2 separate regions of the Mus musculus genome follow, and region 2 is linked to region 1. Evidence: chromatin contacts called from public promoter capture Hi-C data. All regions are on one chromosome and are shown on one strand. Each heading gives the region's core, a stretch centred on a gene start, on an enhancer-like site or on the middle of the called end of the contact. The rest is flanking DNA. Distances are from core to core; before and after follow the strand shown. Region 1 holds the start of Adad1 (adenosine deaminase domain containing 1 (testis specific)). Region 2 holds the start of Bbs7 (Bardet-Biedl syndrome 7 (human)).

The links. Promoter capture Hi-C pulls out the DNA fragments that hold promoters and counts their contacts.
Region 2: a promoter capture Hi-C map of embryonic stem cells shows a contact between it and region 1, with 3 times the contacts expected there. The contact joins the promoter of Bbs7 here to the promoter of Adad1 in region 1. A contact is called at or near these places in 8 of 39 promoter capture datasets (the 3T3-L1 cell line, 3T3-L1-derived adipocytes, the C10 cell line and 3 more) and 1 of 115 datasets of contacts at active chromatin or transcription factors (embryonic stem cells).

Annotation. Positions count from the first base shown.
Region 1 is chr3:37,062,103-37,068,147 of GRCm38.p6, forward strand. It overlaps Adad1 (adenosine deaminase domain containing 1 (testis specific)), which reads left to right and starts at 1,554. Exons shown (of 12, transcript NM_009350.3): 1 at 1,554-1,738; 2 at 2,079-2,258; 3 at 2,968-3,156; 4 at 5,073-5,240. The coding sequence starts at 1,621.
Region 2 is chr3:36,611,327-36,617,316 of GRCm38.p6, forward strand. It overlaps Bbs7 (Bardet-Biedl syndrome 7 (human)), which reads right to left and starts at 2,063. Exons shown (of 19, transcript NM_027810.3): 1 at 1,924-2,063; 2 at 686-751. The coding sequence starts at 1,959.

The DNA.
Region 1 (6,045 bases), core at 304-2,803:
ACAACACAGTTAACATGAATATATGCTATGTGCCTGGATTGGGCAGATCTACCACTACACTGCCATCTTCCCCATATAAGAAACCCCTTAGAAGCTCCACTTTCCTTTTTCTTCCTCCTCCGTGGTCCTCTCTCTCTCCCTCCTTTTCTCCCAAAACCTTCAGCTCCACCTTCCCCTCTTTTCAGCCCAATCACCGGCTCTAGCCTTTATTTTATAAATTAAGGTGGGAAGAAGGTTTACAGGAAATCACCAGAGCACTGACTCACTGCTTGTTTGTAACCCCTCAGGAGGAGAACGGAATTAACATCAAATATAATTAGCCCCAGGGCTATCTGCAACAAGCAACAAAAATTTCCGGATCATTAGTTGTTAATGGGCTTTTGATGAAACAATTTAGTCAAGACATGTTGATAATAACTAAAGAAAAATAGTTACTGCAAACGCTACCTACTTACAAGAATGAGATCGTTTTTGCCTTCAGTTTCACTGTGTGCTGTGGATGAATGTTATTTCTTGCTATACTAGGTAAATAGGCATCGGTTCTATTGGCCTTTTCTCTTTTTAAAATGGCTTTAAGAACATCTGCCCATATCAAAGGGTCGATGTCATCACAATCTTGTGCTAACAAAACACAATCCTTTGGATGCCTCTTTGATTGCATCACAACACTTGATAATTCACTATTTAAACTATTTTCAACTACCTTTTAGTTAATACCTTGGTTAGGTCCTCTTTTGACCTGTATGAGAAACATCTTAAAAGGGGACATAGGGAGATCAGTCACCCAGATATTAGGGCCATTTGCTTTCAGCCTCACGTCTGGCTTCCTGATTGTTCTTTTGGGCTGCACTAGGGGATCTTCTGCTTGTCAGAGGCCTAACCCCTGGGCCCTTTCTCAGATCTTACCTGGAGAAGGGTAAAGGGTATCCTTGAAACAAGCCTCAGCTTTCCCCGGCTGTCTCCAAGGACCCTGGGGAAGACGCCCCTTGGTAGAGACACTGAGTGGGGTTAAGAAGACACGAAGACACCTGGTGTTTTATGAAGGCTACACACTCGGTGTAGACAACTGACACAGGGGTAAGCAACCATGTGCTGCTCTGGGACGACTGGGGACACCCTGTGTGCAGACAACTGAAGTGGGGCTATGGAGCCATGTAGTACTCTGTGACCGCTCTAGGTTGTCCTAAGTGTGGACGACTGAGTTGGGAATAAGCGGCTTTGTAGCGCTCTGTGTGTGGCTGAGTGTGTCCCTAAGTCGGGCGAGGACAAGCAGCCACATGAGGAGGTGAGAGGGGCAGGGACAGAGAGGCTGAACCTTGGGACTTTGTCTTCTACAAAAAGAATGCAACCTGACAAGGCCGGAAGAACGGGGTCCATAGAGATGAGGCCTGGAACCTGCGCCCCATTCACCGTGACCCAGGCCCAGCTACACACGCAGCCCACGCGCATAGGGCGCGGGGGCGGAGCCAGAGCGAAGGTCCTTGCTGATTGGACGAGGGGCGCCCACGGGGGCGTCGGCCCCGCTCCTCAGGGTCAGCTCGAGGGGCCCTTTTGAAAGACGCGACTGACCGCGTGGCCCGCAGAGGTCTGAGGCGAGAGGTCGACGGTGGCAGCGCAGCAATGGCGACCGCGGGCGGCAGCCGACGAGCCCCGGTCCCGGGCCCTCGGCTCGGCCTGCCTCTGGCAGCTCACCTGCCGGCGAGCCTGGGCGGGGAGGGCGCGAAGGACAGCGTCGGGGGTGCGCTGGCCGGGAGGCCGTCGGTTTGGTTCTGTCCCCTCTTGTTCTCGGCTTTCTAGACCTTGCTAATGAGGCCCCTCAGCTCTGATTCACTGTTAGTGGTGGCGGTGGTGGCTTTCCACTGACCCTTCAGCTGCTCCTATTACCGTTTATAGTTGAGTTTAGGGGACAGTTTGGAAAAGTTAATTGTTAAAACACAACACAGCTTTGAGGTTAATTAAAGAGGGATTGTTTGTAGCCATGGGAGCATGTGTGTGAGGGAAAAACTTAGGTCAAACTAAAAGTGTTGGGGAGTTCCTCTTCCAGGATTTTCATTTTCTGTCAATTTCATCCTAAACAGGAGAGAAAACTTCTGGAAACAATGACTGGTTTCAGAGTTCCAGGGTTCCCAGCTTTGCTCAGATGCTGAAAAAGAATTTGCCAGTTCAGCCATCAGCTCAGACAGTAACTTTGCCCACTGGATATTCCTCTGAAAGTTGTAGTCTGTCGAATATGGCATCCAAGGTTACGCAAGTGACAGGTACAACTTTCTTTTTATTTGTAGAAGTACCTAGATACACAAAGATTATGGGATTGATAGTAACTGCTAAGTGATGTGGGTGTGGGTGTATGTTGTCTCTCATCTCTGTGGCCGTGTGCCATTTGGAGTTAGTAACTGTGACATATTACAGTAGGAGGCCTGTAGAAGTCTTTAACTTCGCAGATCCTTTATTTGTTCCTGCCTGCCTTCACTGTTGAATTACTTGAAATATAACTTAGCCTGCCCCCACTATGGGGTGTCAGGGAAAGTTCTAGACTTGCAAGCACTTTGTATTCTACATATTACTTCACATAAAGAAGTAGTAAACATACTGTGATACTTAGATTGAATTGGGATCAGACAGCTCAGTGGGATAGGCATTATAACAGACTGGTACACAAAACTAGATCGTAGTCTCAACAAAACCAGTTCTATATCATTGCCACTCTAGACCTTAGTGACCTCATCTGTAAAAATGACTTATCTCTGAGACATCACTAAAATTCCATTAATTTTTCCATCACAAATGGTATTTCTGTATAATGTGTCCTCAGTGTGCCAAAAGACATATACAGTAACAGGTTGTGGTTGTAGGTGTATCCAAACTGTCTAGTAGGAACTTGGGGGGAAAACATGCTTATTGTATAAGGGTTTAGTACTTTGACTGGTTTCTTTAAACCAAACTGACCAGTAAAACATTTGTTCTTAGGTAATTTTCCAGAGCCATTGCTTTCCAAAGGTCTTTCATCTATTTCAAATCCTGTCCTTCCTCCAAAAAAACTACCTAAAGAGTTTATAATGAAATACAAACGTGGAGAGATCAATCCCGTGTCGGCCTTGCACCAGTTTGCACAAATGCAGCGTGTTCAGCTTGACCTTAAGGAAACTGTAACAACAGGTAAGATGGAAGTTGTGCCTAATTATCCCAGGACTAGCATTATTTTTTCCAATAAAAGTAGGGTATATAAGCAGTTTTACATTTACTTACCACACACAATGTTAAGGTTAAATAGGTATTTTGTGACAAAATAAAGACACATTTCTGTCAGTGTTGATCAAGTATTTGTTCTGAAATTATAAGATTCTGTGATTGTGATGCCTGAGGAAAAACATGGTCAGATTTCACCCTGAAATTAAAGGATTTGAAAAGAAAAGGGGCACTTGCATGGTCGATGTTGCCTCTGCAGAATTATCTGGCATCTGCCATTCTCCTTTATACCCTTAAACCTGAAGTACACCTTACTGTGTGTATTTGTGGAAGGCTACAGGAGTATAATCAGAAGCAGAAAGGCTTCTGGTCTCTTCATGTTGAGGGCTCTAACCAAGAACCTTAGGAACTTGCTGTTAAGAAGCACTGACTAACATGTGATAGTGAAACTAGCTTTGAAATATTTGTGTGCATGCAGAGAGTTTTTTTTCTGTAGTTTTCTAACAATTCCCTGTATGGATCTCAAAGATGGTATCTCTGCAACATAATTTAAAGCTCTGGAAATTTTACTGAAGATTTTAGATAAGTTTCTTTGAGTGAAATACCAGTAAACTTGACAAAAATGTAAACTGTAGTACTTTCATTAGGTAAACAGCAGTCTCAATATTAGTTTAACTTCTTAGCTTTCCTACATTATTCTCAGATCACCCTTGGAAATGTAAGCTTTTAATAAGAAAGATCAAAAAATTCCCAGTGAAGATACTTTGCTGCTCTGAGGATTGCCAGTGCTGTTCTGTTTGTTCTGTGTTCTAAGTTTGTGAACGGCTAGAAACAAGCTAAAGTTCACTACTCAGCTTTCTGATATAGAACACTTTCTAACAAATGTAGTGTGTAATATACATGAGTCATCTGAGCCACTTGTTAAGAAAGTAAAGTATTACCTGGTTTAACACGTTTATATGGAAATACAGGTAAACATGGGAAAATGGTAAGTTGAGATGTTTAGGAAAGGGGAAAAAAGCAAGATTAGCCAAATATAGGTTTAAGTTCATAGTAAAATTTTATGTGTATGTTTTAGAAATAGTTAATGGAACATGATTATAAATATGTGAGAAAATGAGATGGCAGTGTGTGCAGTGGCTAGTTCCTAGCCATCCCTAACAAAGAGAAGATATTTAAGTGTCTAACATTAAATTCTCTCATCTGTAAATTTAGGAGATGATTAAATTTTCATGAGGCAAATGCAAAATTCAAGTAAAAGGCATAGTGGAAAGGTAATCCTGTTGTGGAGTTTGTGTAAGGATGGGCAGTTTGTTTAATTCATGGAAACGTCTTTTCTCTTGGTTGTTTTGGTTCTTTTTATTTATTCCCTGACCTTTCCTTTCCTGAGTGTAATTGATTCAGTTGTGTACTATGATGTCTTAATGGCTATACAAAGTTTCTTCAAAAGGATCACTTATATTTTACAACATTTAAAAATTTTAGGGTATTCCAAAGATGAGAGAATTCAATTTTACATATATTGAAAATTTAAAGATGAATATTACTAGAAGTTTTCAAATATTTTACTAATTCTTTGTTAGTTAGGTAAATATTTGATTGTAAACCATTGCCATACATTATACTGTATTCTGAAGCTGTCTTCATTGCTTGCATTGTATCTGTAGAATCCATTGGCTGCAGTTATAATGCAAGTTTTGGGGCTGATCTAATTGTAATTTTAATCCTTACTTGCTTTATAAAGAGTTGAGTTTACACTTAAAGGAGGTCATTTAATACTAAATAGTTTTCTAGAATTTTATACTGGAATATTTTACTAACATTCAGACATTACTTGCAAGAATATACTGTATTATTGTAGCATTCATTCTGGGTTCTTTTTCAAGGAAATGTTATGGGACCATATTTTGCTTTTTGTGCTGTGGTGGATGGTATTCAGTACAAGACAGGACTGGGACAGAATAAAAAGGAATCAAGATCCAATGCAGCAAAGTTAGCTCTTGACGAGCTTCTACAACTGGATGAGCCTGAACCGAGAGTTTTAGAACCAGCAGGTAAGGGGAACTGATGTGTATGCTTGAGTGTGTTATTCCCAAAAGGAGTCAAGACAGGCTTACTTAACACCTGCAACATCATAGGATTTGAATATTTCTTTTCAGTTGCTGTTTGCTGAAATGTTTCATAGAATTATCTTGTATTTTTATCACCAAAAGATACAATCAAGTTTTGCCAGTTCTCATACTAAAAGGCATAGTCTTTGTGGCTTTGACTTAAATTTCCCAATTAATCTGTGATTTACTGTGTTTATTGGACATTATCTTTTTAAGAGGGAGAGACAGATTATGTTTAAGTCATTTTTTCCATTTTCAATTAGTTCTACTGTTACTGACTTTTAAAACTCTAGGTCTATTCTGGTATTTATAAGATATCTGATGTACAAATAAAAACATTCTATCCCGAGGGTTACCTTTAACTTTATTGGTAGTATCTTTTGATGTACAAAACATTTTGCTTTCGATAAATCCAGTTTTCTTTTGTTGTGTGTACCTTTGGTGCCATACCCAAGAAATTATTGCCAAATATAGTGTCATGACATTTTCCCACTGTGGTTTCTTTTTAGAGCTTTATAGTTTTAGCTACTACATCTAAAAGGTTTTGATAAATTTTTATTTTAGTAAAAGAAATTAGTGTCCAACTTCATTCTATTACTTTGTGAAAATTAGTTTTCCCAGGAACATTTGTTTTAAAAAAAAATGTTATCACCACTGTTTAAACCACCTGGATTGTGTCTTTCTGGGCACTGTGACCTATGTGTCTGTGTTGAGGTAAATATTAAATAAGATCCAGCACATTCCCACT
Region 2 (5,990 bases), core at 813-3,312, 450 kb before region 1:
GTAAACATATCAAAATAATATATTTCCTTTACAGCTATTAAAATACCATACTACTCTACAAAATAATTCGTTTTTGTCTATAAGATGTCAAGCTAATACAAAGTTCAACATTAAAAACACTAACTCAGTAAGGGTAGATTTAAACCAGGCATGACTGCACATGCCTACAATCCCTGAACTTCTGATGCTGAGGTAGGAAGATCAAGAGTTCGAGGCCAGCCTCAGCCACATCAAAGCATGTCTCAAAAATAAAATAAGTAAAAACAAAATAGAAACAACAACAAAATAGAAAGTTTACAGAAATCAATGTTCTGTTGAACTTTACACTTCGTTTTCCATGGTACACAGAGTGAATTATTACCAAAAATGGAGTGTTTGTTTTGTTTTTTCAGTGCTAGGGACTAACCTCAGGGCCTTGAACATGGTAACTAAGTCCCTACTACTGAACTGCAGCTGAAGCTCATGATGTATGGTCCTTACCGAGTTTCCTCACACAACTTACTACTTGTATGTAATATCAATGTCCGAGGACACTACTTTCTGTAAACGTTGGCTCCTATTCCAACTTTGTTCATTTCCATCTTAATGTCAGCACCTGTTACACACCAAGGTACCAGTAAGGATGGCAACGTGAGCCTGCCCTTTGAGAGGCAGGAGAAGGCGGAGAAGGCAGCATCTACAGCACCTTTTGTGTAGCCCTTTGTCTTGAGGTAGGAAGCAACTTCATAGTTTTCTGAGAGGTCACTCCGACCTAAGGAAACAGAACAGCCAGCTAGTTGCTTTCTACATGCTGTAATTTGAACATCCGAAAGTGGATGCTTTCGGACATGCTGTAATTTGAAGTTCTTACATTGATAATTTAAGAAGAACAGACCACATCATGGGAGTTTTAGTTTTTTTCAGTTTTAGGTTTTTTTTTTTCTCACTGAAATGTATATTCTTATCAGTTAACTTTCATTTTGATGAAATATGTCAGAGAAGGTCGGAATACAGGAAACAATCCAAAACGTTTAAAATATATATATAATCGTGTAACATTACTGGCAAGGAGCTTCAGAAAATATCTTCAGAAGCCCTTCCTATTAGTGATGGGAAATAGGGGACTTCCGCTGAAATAACATACCTGCTGACATCCTAAGATTCCAGTGAAACTGACCATGACTATTTACAAAAGGCACAGCGAGGAAAAACAGCATGACTTGTTCATCAAAGGTGACTGTCACCAGAACTTAAAAACAACCAATCATGAGAAAACCTGCTTGGTGCATGTATAACTATTCTGAATTTTTAGGCACGCTGCTACAGTTTTAAGCAATCCATTTAGTTTAACATTGTCAAGTGCTTTGAACCATAGCTTGGGGAAGTTGGACTTGGAGATTGTAGGTCCTATCCATCCAAGCTAAAGATGAGAACCCAAACTGGGAATCACAGAGATGGTGACTAATTGGACAGATCCAAGAGATATTGTCAGGGTGTAGCTTCCATAAAATACTAAAGAGAACTATCTGGCCCAACGCCCTGGGGAACTAAGTGGATGTTTATACCACGAAGAACTTCTTAAGAGATGGGTAGGAGGGATAAGAAGCCATGCACCACAGGGATGCCCGCTCTGGAGTCCGGCGCTTTGATTCAAACAGCAACTGCATGATTTGTTACTACGGGGCCAAGTATTTACCTTCTCTGGGCTCCTAATTCTTCATTTGCACTAACTACCTTAGTGGCAAATTTTTGTGATGATTTAGTCAGTTCATTAGGGCTGTGATGGTTCATTGAAATCTGGCTGGTGTGGTCAGGCCCAGTGGGAGTGACAGGGCGGTCGAGACCACTGGGAGCGGCTGGGACACCCCCAGGACCCGGGCCTGGAGGGACCGGGGCTTCCCCAGGCCCGCGTCCACCCACGAGGGCGCCCGCCAATCGGTTTACCTGGAGGTAGTCTGCCCGGCTTAACGTCAGATCCATGGCGGCCGCACGGAGAGGCGGGACCCGCTGTGGAAGCCTTCCCTCGGAGAGCCCACCACTAGACTGACGAGCCGGCCTGCGTCAGGGCAGCGGCGCCCAGCAACGCGGGCTCGACACGTGACCCATCTTAGCTCACTGTGAAGCCCCGCCCTCTCCCGGGGAGCTGCACCAGGAAAGGGGGGCGGAGGGAACGGTCCTCAGACGCTGGCCGGTTTCCAAGGCAACCGGGGCGCATTCTCTGCCTCCCAGCTCTGGGCCGCTGGGCCAGCGATCTGCTTGGAGCTTCGCTGGAGCTTCGCTCATGCATGTTCCTTCAGCTCTGAATGAAACTCTGGAGAAGCGAATATTTTGTGCCTTGTTCTACTCCTGGTTCTTCATTTTAGGCTTTGTCATACAAATTTTCCCCTCAAATATTTATTTTTGTTTTGTGTGTATATGAATAGTGCCTGATGTATTAATGTGCATCACATGCGTGTTGCCTTCTAAGGAGGCCAGGGCCTTGGGACTCCCATGTGTTTGTTAAGAAACCTAATCTTGGGTCCTGTGCAAGAGCAGCAAGTGCTCTTAAAAACACTGAGCCACCTTCCAGCCTGGCACGCAAATTCTAAAACAACAACCCCCCATAAACTGTATTTATGTAGTGTGTGTGTGTGTGTGTGTGTGTGTGTGTGTGTGTGTGTGTGTGTGTGTGTGTGTTTTGGAGGTCATGTCGAAGTCTGAGTACAACTTTCAGGAGTCATTCTTTCCACCCTGAGGATCGTTGGGCTTGGTGGCAACCTGCCCATTACCTGCTGAGCCATCTTGCCAATCCTCTTCCTCCCATTCTATAACTACACTCCCCTCCCCCAGGGCCACAGTACAAGACTCTGAGTCAAACAAATCAAATCGAAACATAATAATAATACCTAAGAAATGAGTTTGAAACAATAGAATAAGCGGAGAAACTAGACAGTAACGACACAGAAAATCTGAGTAAACTCGGGAGGCAGAGGCAGGCGGATTTCTGAGTTCGAGGCCAGTCTGGTCTACAAAGTGAGTTCCAGGACAGTCAGGGCTACACAGAGAAACCCTGTCTCGAAAAACCAAAACCAAAACCAAACCAAACAAACAAACAAAAAAACCAATAGCAAGTAATGAGAAGTCACCTTAAAAAGAAAGTTCAGGACAGGCGACTTCAAACAAAAGCACCAATTCTTCCCAAACTATTTCCTAAAATTGAAAGGATGGGGCTTTTTCAAACTCTTGTAGGCCAGCATTTCCTCATACCAAACCAAAACAGGACACAAGAGAAACACACACACACACACACACACACACACACACACACACACACACACACACCCATGCACACACCCCCATGCACATCTCACACACAGTCTCTTGCCACTTGTCTTGTTCTACCTTCAGGCTACTAACAAAAAGAGCATCAGCAGGTGCAATCCTTCCAACGGATATGAACTAGAGTTGTGAGCAAAAATAGACTTATTTTCTTTAAAACTTAAAAATAGAAAGAAAAAAAGGTGAAAGAAGGGAAAAAGTCAATGAAAAGTCTAAACAAAGATCACTGATGAAACAAAGAAGTAAAAATTTCAAAACAAGCAAGCAAACAACCTAGCAACGATTCCAACAGCACAACGAAGACATCATTCCAGCCAGGAGCTGTCAAGCACACCTGTGAGGCCAGCTACCCCTAAGTCTGGGTAAGTTGGTCATTAATGAAAAGCCCTGGGTAACATGGAGAAAACCTGTCTCAAAAAAAAAAAAACCCAAAACATAAAATTTCAACATGCTTTTGTGAAAAAAACCTTTGAGCAAATCTAACTGTATAAAGAACGTGTGCCAGGGCTGGAGAGAAGCAATAGTTAAGAACACTAGCTGCTCTTCCAGAGGATCTTGGTTCAATTCCTGGTAACCACATCGCAGCTTACATCTGTCTATAATTCCAGTTCCAGGGGATCTGACACTCTCACACAGACAAACATGCATACAAAACACCAATGCATATAAAATATATAAATAACCATGTGTCATCATAAAGTCTATATAATAAAAGTCCACAGCCAATGAATGTCAAAGTGAAGGGGGAAATCTGGAAGCATTTCTCCTAAGATCTGGAAAAAGTTAAGAGCATCCCCTTTTGCCACTCTTAGTATAGTACTGGACTGTGGAGTAATTAGGAAGAGAAAGAAATAAAAGTATACAAATTGAAAAAGAAGTTACATTGTCTCTGTTTGCAGATGATATGATCTATATATAGAAAGACTTAAAGACCTTGCTAAGAGTGTTAGAACTAATAAATTAAGTTTGTAAAATTGAGGTGTACAAAATTAACATATAAAACTCATCATTTTGTGCACCAAACTTTCTGAGACAAATTAATTTACTAAATAAATAGCCTAGGGGTTCTGTAGATGTGGCTCAGTTGGTAGGGTGCTTGCCTTGCATTTACAAAGCCCTAGGCTTGATTGCCAGCACTGCATCGCTGGGTGCGAGTCACATGACTAAAGCTTGCTTAGGGATACATTGTATTAAGGATGGGAATTATCAGGTGCGGTGGCACACTCCTTTAATCCCTGCACCAAGGAAACGGAGGCAGGTGGATTTCTGTGAATTTCAGGACAGCCAGAGCTATAGAGTGAGATCCTGTCTCAAAAAATAAATAAAACACTAATGAAAAAATTCATTTTTCACTCACAGAAACACGGAAGAAAAAGGAACCCCACCCCATATTATTGAACTGGAAGAATTAATACTGTTAAGATGTCCATGTTAACTTATAGTGATACATAGACTCTGTACAATCTCATCAAAATATCAATAGCGTTCTTCAAAGAACTAGAAAAAAAACCCTAAATGTTTATGGAGACAGAAAAAACCCCAAATATCAAAAAGAACAGACCAAAAAGAACAGAGCTAGCGGCATTATAGTGTCTGATCTCAAGATACACCACAGCCATAAAGTGACAGAGCCAGCTTGATACTGACCTACCTCCTACAAATAGACAGAAGGAACAAAATAAAAAGCTTAGAAATAATCCAAAGCGCTAAGACGAAAGGATGGACCATCCAGAGACTACCCCACCTGGGGATCCATCCCATAATCAGCCACCAAACCCAGACACTATTGCATATGCCAGCAAGATTTTGCTGAAGGGACCCTGATATAGCTGTCTCGTGTGAGGCTATGCCAGTGTCTGGCAAATACAGAAGTGGATGCTCACAGTCACCTATAGGATGGATCACAGGGCCCCCCAATGGAGGAGCTAGAGAAAGTACCCAAGGAGCTGAAGGGGTCTGCAACCCTATAGGTGGAACAACAATATTAACTAAGCAGTACCCCCAGAGCTCGTATCTTTAGCTGCATATGTATCAGAAGATGGCCTATTCGGCCATCATTGGGAAGAGAGGCCCCTTGGTCTTGCAAACTTTATATGCCCCAGTACAGGGGAACGCCAGGGCCAAGAAGTGGGAGTGGGTGGGTAGGGGAGCAGGGTGGGGGGAGGGTATAGGGAACTTTCAGGATAGCATTTGAAATGTAAATAAAGAAAATATATAATAAAATAAAATAAAAACAACAACAACAACAAAAAAGAAATAATCCAAAGCCATCTACAGCCAACTGATCTCAACAATAGTGTCCAAACCAGCAATAGAGAAGATCAACTCTTCAATAAATGGTACTGGAAAATCTGGGTATCTACAAGTAAGGACAAAAGCTGACCCTCATCTCCAACCCTTCCTACACAGAAACCAACTGAAAACAAAGATATGACTGTAATACTTGAAACTATAAAACAACAGAGAGAGGTGGGACATGGTGGCCTCTGCCTTTAATGCCAGCACTCAGAGGTAGAAGCAGGCAAAGCTGTAGTTCAAGGCCAGCCTTGGCTACACAGTGAGTTCCAGGGCAGCCAAGTGTACACTGGGATTCCATCTCAAAACAAACAAGTGGGAAGACTTTGATGTCATCACTTTGACAGGTGATGATGTTCTGGACAGCTCGGGAAACAAATGTAAACTAGACAAATGGG